Linked DNA regions of Rattus norvegicus: region 1 is linked to region 2. A link is a contact called in public Hi-C data. All regions are on one chromosome and are shown on one strand. The core of a region is the stretch at or near the end of the contact, and the rest is flanking DNA. Distances in the headings are between cores, read along the strand shown.

Region 1 (3,444 bases), core at 76-2,575, 73 kb after region 2:
AATGCGTCATCGTCATCTCGAATGCACTTGATTTGGTTTTGAGCTAACTGGGATCCCCGTGTTGTACCCATCCCCATTTGTGCCCTTCAGAAATAGGTGGCTCCAAAGGCCTTCTGGGAGCAATGACTCTCCTCTTATTTCTAACAAATTGATGTGGTTCGGTGAAAGGAGCAGGGTGTTTCCACCCAGCTAGTTCATACTGGCCATGCTCAAACAGGTTGCATCCTCAGCAGTCCCTGAGGTGGTACTGACCACAGACATCCTCTATCCAGCACGGTTAGGGCAGCAGATAGATAAATCACCTGAAGGTGGAAGCAGGCCCTGTCTCCTAGGCAGATCTGTGATATCAAGAGGAGGAATGTGTGCACGAGACCAAAATAAAATCAAACTAGGAATACTGCCAAATTCTTCCTCTGTCTCACACTTGCTCTCCTATAAAGCCAGTCTGTCTCCCTGGGTGGAGAGTTGCAGGTATCTTAAACGGCCTATCTCTTCTTGATGGAATCTTACGGCACAGGAAAAGGCTGTTAACCAGAATGGTTAGCAATATACCAATGGCATGAGCTGACAATTACTAATTAGGGCGGCTGGGTTCCATTTCGCAGCACCCACTGTGGAAAAAAAAGGAATCTAGGGAAGCCTCAGATAAGCCTAGTCCTGGAAAATCAGAGAGAGAGAGTTTTAAGTATGTCTCCCCTAAAGTACACAGAAGGCATGCCTTACCAGTTAGAGAAAAGCTGTCAAGAGAACTTAGGGACTGAGCCAGAAAAACAGGAGTCCTTCACTGGTACCCCAAGCTTCAAAGCCCTTTCTCCCCCTTGTCTCTGGGTTTGAGGAACTGGCTTTCACAGGGAGCACCAGCTGATCACTTAAGTGTCTCACCTGTACCCCTTAGCTCAATCCGACCCAGGGCAGATTGATTAAATAACAGCTTCACCTGGGCGAGCGAGCCGGGCATTGGGATTCCTCTTCCGAAAAAGACAAGGATCTGGATCTCCACAGTTTTGGCCTGATTTCCCTTTTATGTCGACTCGCCAAGTCCTCCGAGACACCGGTCTCTTGGACTCCAGGGCTAAGGTGGCTCCGGGTCACCCTGAGTCTGAGGCTTGCCCAGCACAGTTGGAATTGGCAAGGATGCGCCCGATGCCTGGCGTAGGGAGGTAGGGACACGCGCTCCCTGTGGCAGATTGCCAGCTCCCCTCCACCCCCAGCTTCCCCACCCCGCCACCACTCTTGTTCCTCCCACCTCAGCTTTGCCCTGGGCGCGGCTATCGCCTAGACCTTGCCTGCAGAGGGCCAACGGCCTCGCGACTGCCCCTTCCGCTCGACTCAGGCGTTTGACTCCCAGCCTTCTGGCACGCCCAACCCACCCGGTCTTCCATAAGGGTCAGAGAACCAAAGAGGTAGCTAGTGGCGACTAACGGAGGCGCTCCAGGGCTGGCTCTCTACACAAGGGGGTGGCTTTGCGGTGGGGCAGGGAGGGAGAGGCTGCGTTGGAGGCGGGCTCGGTAACCAGGGCCGAAAAGAAGGCTGGACTCTGGAGCCAGTGGGTCCTGCGCCGGAGCCCAGGCTGGAGATCCGCGCAATGCACAAGCTTCAGTTCAGCGCCCAGTCCAGACACCCAACGCAGATTCCTGGCCTGGGGCACCAGTGTCCCCGGGTGTCCTTTCTCCCTGACTGACCCTAATTTTTCAGCCAAAACCTTTGACCAGAGTCTCCTTGCCAGCAATCCTAAATCTTTGCCAGCCCTTGCACCAGGTAGGAGTTAGTCTCTGTGGTGGTAGTGTGTCTATAAATGCCACCTCCCAGAAGGCGTATGACCTTTTCACCTTATCCACCAGCTCTTTCCGAGGGCATAGAGTCTCTTATACTCGTACTTGATCAGAGGCCTCAACCAGTTTAAGTCCCTGGGTGTCCTTGCTATTCATAAGCCAAACACCACCTGCTGCAGTTCTCGGAATGCCCTGGAGGATGGAACCGGACGACGTGGGGGAGGGGAAGCACTGGGCAGACGCGGGGGACTGGGACGCACCTCTTCTGTGGGTGGCGGGTGAGGCTGGAGGACCAGTAGACACAATTGCCTGTAATCTAAACCTGGCACTACGAGACCCTTGCAAAGATCATCCTGTCACCCTCATGAGGGGTCCTTGCCAGTCTTGTCCTTCCTTCAGGGTGCACAGAAATGGGCCCCTCCACCCTTAGAACCTTGGACCCCTGATTCAGATTCTTGGAGTTCTACGTGGCTGCTCTGTGTCTGTTGGCGGCTGCCCCCTAGCTGAAAGGCGCGCCACCATCCATCCTCCTGGCTCATGTAACCCCAAAGGAGAGGGCACCAAATCTCGGGGAACAATGCAGCCTGCAGCGTCAGGGGTGGAGATGGGGGGTCGGGTACCCAGCCTCGCCTTTATGCACGGCGAGGTGGTCTTGTTCGGCTGCAGCCAGGCTCCGTGCTCCAAGAAGGTCTGCCTATGTTTTACGTGGCAGAGGCACGGTCGCAGTTCTCTAGTAGCGCGTCTCCCAGAACAGCCTTCTTCTTCTGGTCAACAGTCTTACTCGCAGCATTCTGGAGTGCCTGGCTGCTTCCCGCCCCAAACCTCAGGCTGGCACCCAGGAAGTGAAAGCAAGGACTGACGCGTGATCCACACCACCTGGGGCGCGGGTGACTAGGGATTTGGAGTTCCTTGAAGTAGCAGCTAACCCCGGGCTCTCAGAACTCCTGGGCTCCGGGATCCTCAGCCTAGCTCAGTCCTGGGGTGCAGAGATCTCGCCAAGGTAGACTAGCTGATCACTGGGGCTGGTACCACTAGCATTGCCCCTCCTGACACACACGTGTCCTTGCGCTATGGGCACAGACTACTGGCTCCCCAATGACCTTCTTCCCGCGGAGAGCACAGCAGGGTGCCCGGAGGTGGGGTGGAGGGGGGAGCCCAAAGGACCGAAGGAGAAAGCGTGCAGAGAGAAACTTGTGTCTCCGAATCTCCAGCCAGGCAATCACTGGCAGAGCTGTGCGGGGAGGGGGCGGGAGGAAGCGAGGGAAGGGATCTGGGAGGGAGGGGGAGGTCGGAGAGAGAGGCGGGTGCCAGTGGAGAAAGTCCTCGCTCTCCCGCTCATCTTTTCATTGCTCTCTCTCCTTCCCGCAGACAACCCGGACCTCCTCTGGGCGCCAGCTCCTCGGCTCCAACCCGTCCAGAATCAAGCGGGATTTTTTTTTTCTTTCCCTCTAGAAATTGGCTTTGGTGTGTCGCCCGCCCTCTCCCCTCCTCCTCGCAACTCCTCCCCTCTTTTTTTCCTCCTTCTTCTTCTTCCTGAGACATGGCCCGGGCAGTGGCTCCTGGAAGAGGAACAAGTGTGGGAAAAGGGAGAGGAAATCGGAGCTAAATGACAGGATGCAGGCGACTTGAGACACAAAAAGAGACGCGCTTCTCGCGAATTCAGGCATTGCCT
Region 2 (3,495 bases), core at 755-3,254:
AGTTACAAACCTGCCCTATTCTATGACTTTGTCCGTTCCCAGCATCACATGAAGCACACATGGTGGTACAGGATTTGTAATCCCAGCATCTGGGAGGTAAAATAAGGGGTCATAAGCTCAAAGTCATTCTTGGCTGCATTTTGAGTTTAAGAACAGCTACCTTTACAAGCAGAAATAAAAGTATGCTAGACTGTAATAATCTTAACTTTAAAGTGGAGGGAAAAGACACTTTACTGCAGAGTGCTCCCATGAGGAAAGATGGTCTCCCACTGGTCACCCCTGAAGATTTGTCTCTTACCTCATCTGGAGGACATATCACCGAGGTTAGACCTCCAGGTTTCAGGGTCTCATGTCATTCCTAGTGTGTACATACGCTCTGCTTCATGCTTGTAGCTCAAGATGTGAACTCTCAGCTTTCAGCTTCCTGTTCTGGCTATTATGCCTATTTATGCTTTCCACATGTTGTCTGCCACCAAGCTGTCCCCACCGTTACAGTTTCTAGCCCCCTGGAACCATAAGCCGAAATAAACTTTTTTCTTTAGTAAGACGTCTTGGTCATGGTGTTTTATCACAGCAACTGAAAAGTAGTTAGTATAATGTCTGTCTTAGTGTTTCTACTGCTTCAGCAAAAGACCATTGCCAAAGCCAAGTTGTGGAGGAGAGGGTTTACTCAGCCTACACTTCCATATTGCTGTTAATCAATAAATCAAGTTCAGCAGAACTCAAACAGGACAGGAATCTGGAGGCAGGAGCTGATGCAGAGGCCACGGAGGAGCACTACTTACTGGCTTGCTTCCCATGGGTTCTCAGTCTACTTTCTTATAGAACCCAGGACCACCAGCCCTTGGATAGCACCACCCACAATGGGCTGACCCCTCCCCTATTATCACTAATTTTAAAAATACCCTACAATGGAATCTTATGCGGCATCTCTCTATTGAGGCTCCCAACTTTCAGATGACTCTAGCTTGTGTCAATTTGACATAAAACTAGCCAGGACACTGCTTCAAATCACCTTAGCCATCTCCACACAGCAGTGGTAGTGGCTGAAATTATATATATGCATATAATACATAATATTATATGACCAAGGATGACCAAAGATGCCAAGGAACCTTCATCTTCAATGGGAATGTGAAATAGCAGAGTCATTGTGGTAAAAATGATGGTTATTTATAAAACTAAACACAGGTATTATAAGGCCCAGCAGTAATACTCCTGGACTTTATTCTGGAGAAATCAAAGGGTAGGCTCACACAAAAACCTGCACCCAAGCATTTTCTGAGGCTTTGGTTAATTCTAAGTCTGTGAACAACTGTCTTACAAAGGGTAGGTTTAAAGTGAACTTTGGTAGATATACACAGTGGACTACTATTCAACAATGAAAACTCCTCCACACTGTTGGTGCACATACAAGTTTGATGGCTTGCCAGGGCATTGTTCAAAATGAAAAAGCTAATATCCCAGTTTACATGTGCCATGACCCCATTCCCAGGAGATGTCTGTAATAATCAAATGATGGACATAAAAAAAAATCACACTTTAAAGAAAGAGGGAATTGGGAGTGTAGCTCAGTGGTAGAGCATTTACCTAAAATACTGAAAACCCTGAGGTCTGCCAGCCGGCTCTGTCAAAGCAAACAAGTAAACAAGCATACTGCCAAGAGCCAGAAAGCAAGGAAAGGAATGGGAGTGGCCACGGCTACAGACTCCCCAGTGGTGTATCCTTGCTATGAGACTGCCCTGCCATCTTGACTGGGGGAGGGGCCACACCAGTGTGCACATGGGATACAATTCCACAGAATTCAGTGTACACACAAGCAAGTAAGCTCTGAACATAGAAGATGAAGTTCTGAACAAGGCTTGTGGAGGGCATCAGTGTTCATTTCTCAATCCTGTGGAGTACAGTAGGGGGTTGGGTGTAAATGGGATTGCTTCGTTCTTACAGCAAACTGCCTAGGAATCCACAGTCATCTCAAAATGACAAGCTCATCCCAGAACATTGTGTTCAGCCTGTGGCTGGTTAAGATCTGGTTTTAGATTAACAAGTGTGTGCTTCTAAGAGGCGTTTGTCCTTGAGAGAGAAAGCTTTAGAAATGGGGAAGAGCTTTACTGTCATCCTTAGTGTCCCCCTTTCCCTGTCTTCCACACGATCACTAAGTCCTGCTTATTGTACAGTCTTTAGAACCTACCTCTTACTTCATTTCTGTAATACCATCTCAAATGGGCCAACAAACTGTCTTGTTAAATGAAACACACATGCATGCATGCACTACTCAAGCATACACACACACACACACACACACACACACACACACACACTCACAAAAACACACGCACATGCGCACACATACTTTCGCCTGAGCATACAAAGAAGGTAGGAAGAAAAATAAAAAAGAGGAAGTGTCCCATCTGAGACTTTGACCCTGACACTTTGTCTTCAAGGCCTCTTCTTAAATTCTGTCCCAGGAATTCTTGATTTACACGTTGCCCTTCATTGAGTAAGTCACTTAATTAAGTCACTACAATTGGACCATGGAAGATTCTAAATAATCATTCCCATGCCCTCTTTTCCTAAATTTCCCTAGATTCGAGACTCAGTTGGTCTCTATTTTCTACTTAACACTAGCCCTCAACATCCCAACACTCCAGGTTCCCTCCCTACCAGTAATGTAGTGTTTCCCGGGTGGACACACCTGTCAGCATTTGGTCCAGCACAAAATGGTTCCTGCTTTGGCATGGGAGCCACTCCCAAATCCCATCTGTTTCTGTCCTGATCCTGTTGGCTGTCTTTGTTCCTGCCAGCCTCAGTCCTGACTCTTCCTGGGTTCCCTCCTGGACATTGCCCCATCCTCCAGCTTCTGAAACTCCAGGTTACCCTTACTGACCCAGACCACATCACAACCTCTCTTCTACGAGGTCTTGAATTTATCTTCCCAAGTTGGGTAGTTTTGTGTTTGCAGTAGTCTGTTATTCTTATCATGTTAAGGAGACTGTAACATCTTTGAAGGCATTGCCTGGGTCTCAGATTTCTTTGGATTACCCATTCAAGCAATGTTGCAGCGTAAGGGGCAATAAGTAGTTTATGCCCTGCCAGCATGGGGAGGTTTGGGGGGCAATATATGCAAGGGTATGGGGGTGGATTTGCGAGAAGGGGGGTAAAGGATGAAGGATGGGGAAGGCACGGATGGGTGACTTCTTGACAAGAGCTAATGATTCTGGTGAAGTAGCAGAATAAACCTAACATACACCTCAAACAAACACCTTAACATTTAGCGATAGTTAGATGGCTCAGTGGATAAAATGCTTGAAGCACAAGATGAGGTGTTGGAGTTGGTCCCTATAACCTACATTAAAACCCAGGTGTGGCGGTACACACTTGTAATTCCAATGCTGGGGCTTGCTGGCAAGCAAGTTGCAGGCCAATCAGAGACCCTGTCTCAAAACACAAGATGGGCAGCACCTGAGGAATACCAAGGTCCCACTTTGACTTCTA

Evidence for each region. A called contact is a pair of places that touch in the nucleus more often than the background predicts.
Region 1: a contact with region 2 is called in a Hi-C map of kidney, with 3 times the contacts expected there. The contact joins the promoter of Nrp1 here to the enhancer-like site in region 2. A contact is called at or near these places in 2 of 12 Hi-C or Micro-C datasets (both in kidney).

What each region holds. Positions count from the first base shown.
Region 1 is chr19:73,255,232-73,258,675 of GRCr8, forward strand. Nrp1 (neuropilin 1) reads left to right here and starts at 1,326. Exons shown (of 18, transcript NM_145098.2): 1 at 1,326-1,403; 2 at 3,141-3,444.
Region 2 is chr19:73,181,382-73,184,876 of GRCr8, forward strand. No RefSeq gene overlaps it. Among named protein-coding and RNA genes, the nearest start is that of Nrp1, 73 kb to the right of the region's middle. Within about 2 kb of position 2,005, at least 1 of the 93 cell types and tissues checked has an H3K27ac peak or open chromatin away from gene starts, as enhancers often do. A contact at or near this core is called in kidney, where this site is marked.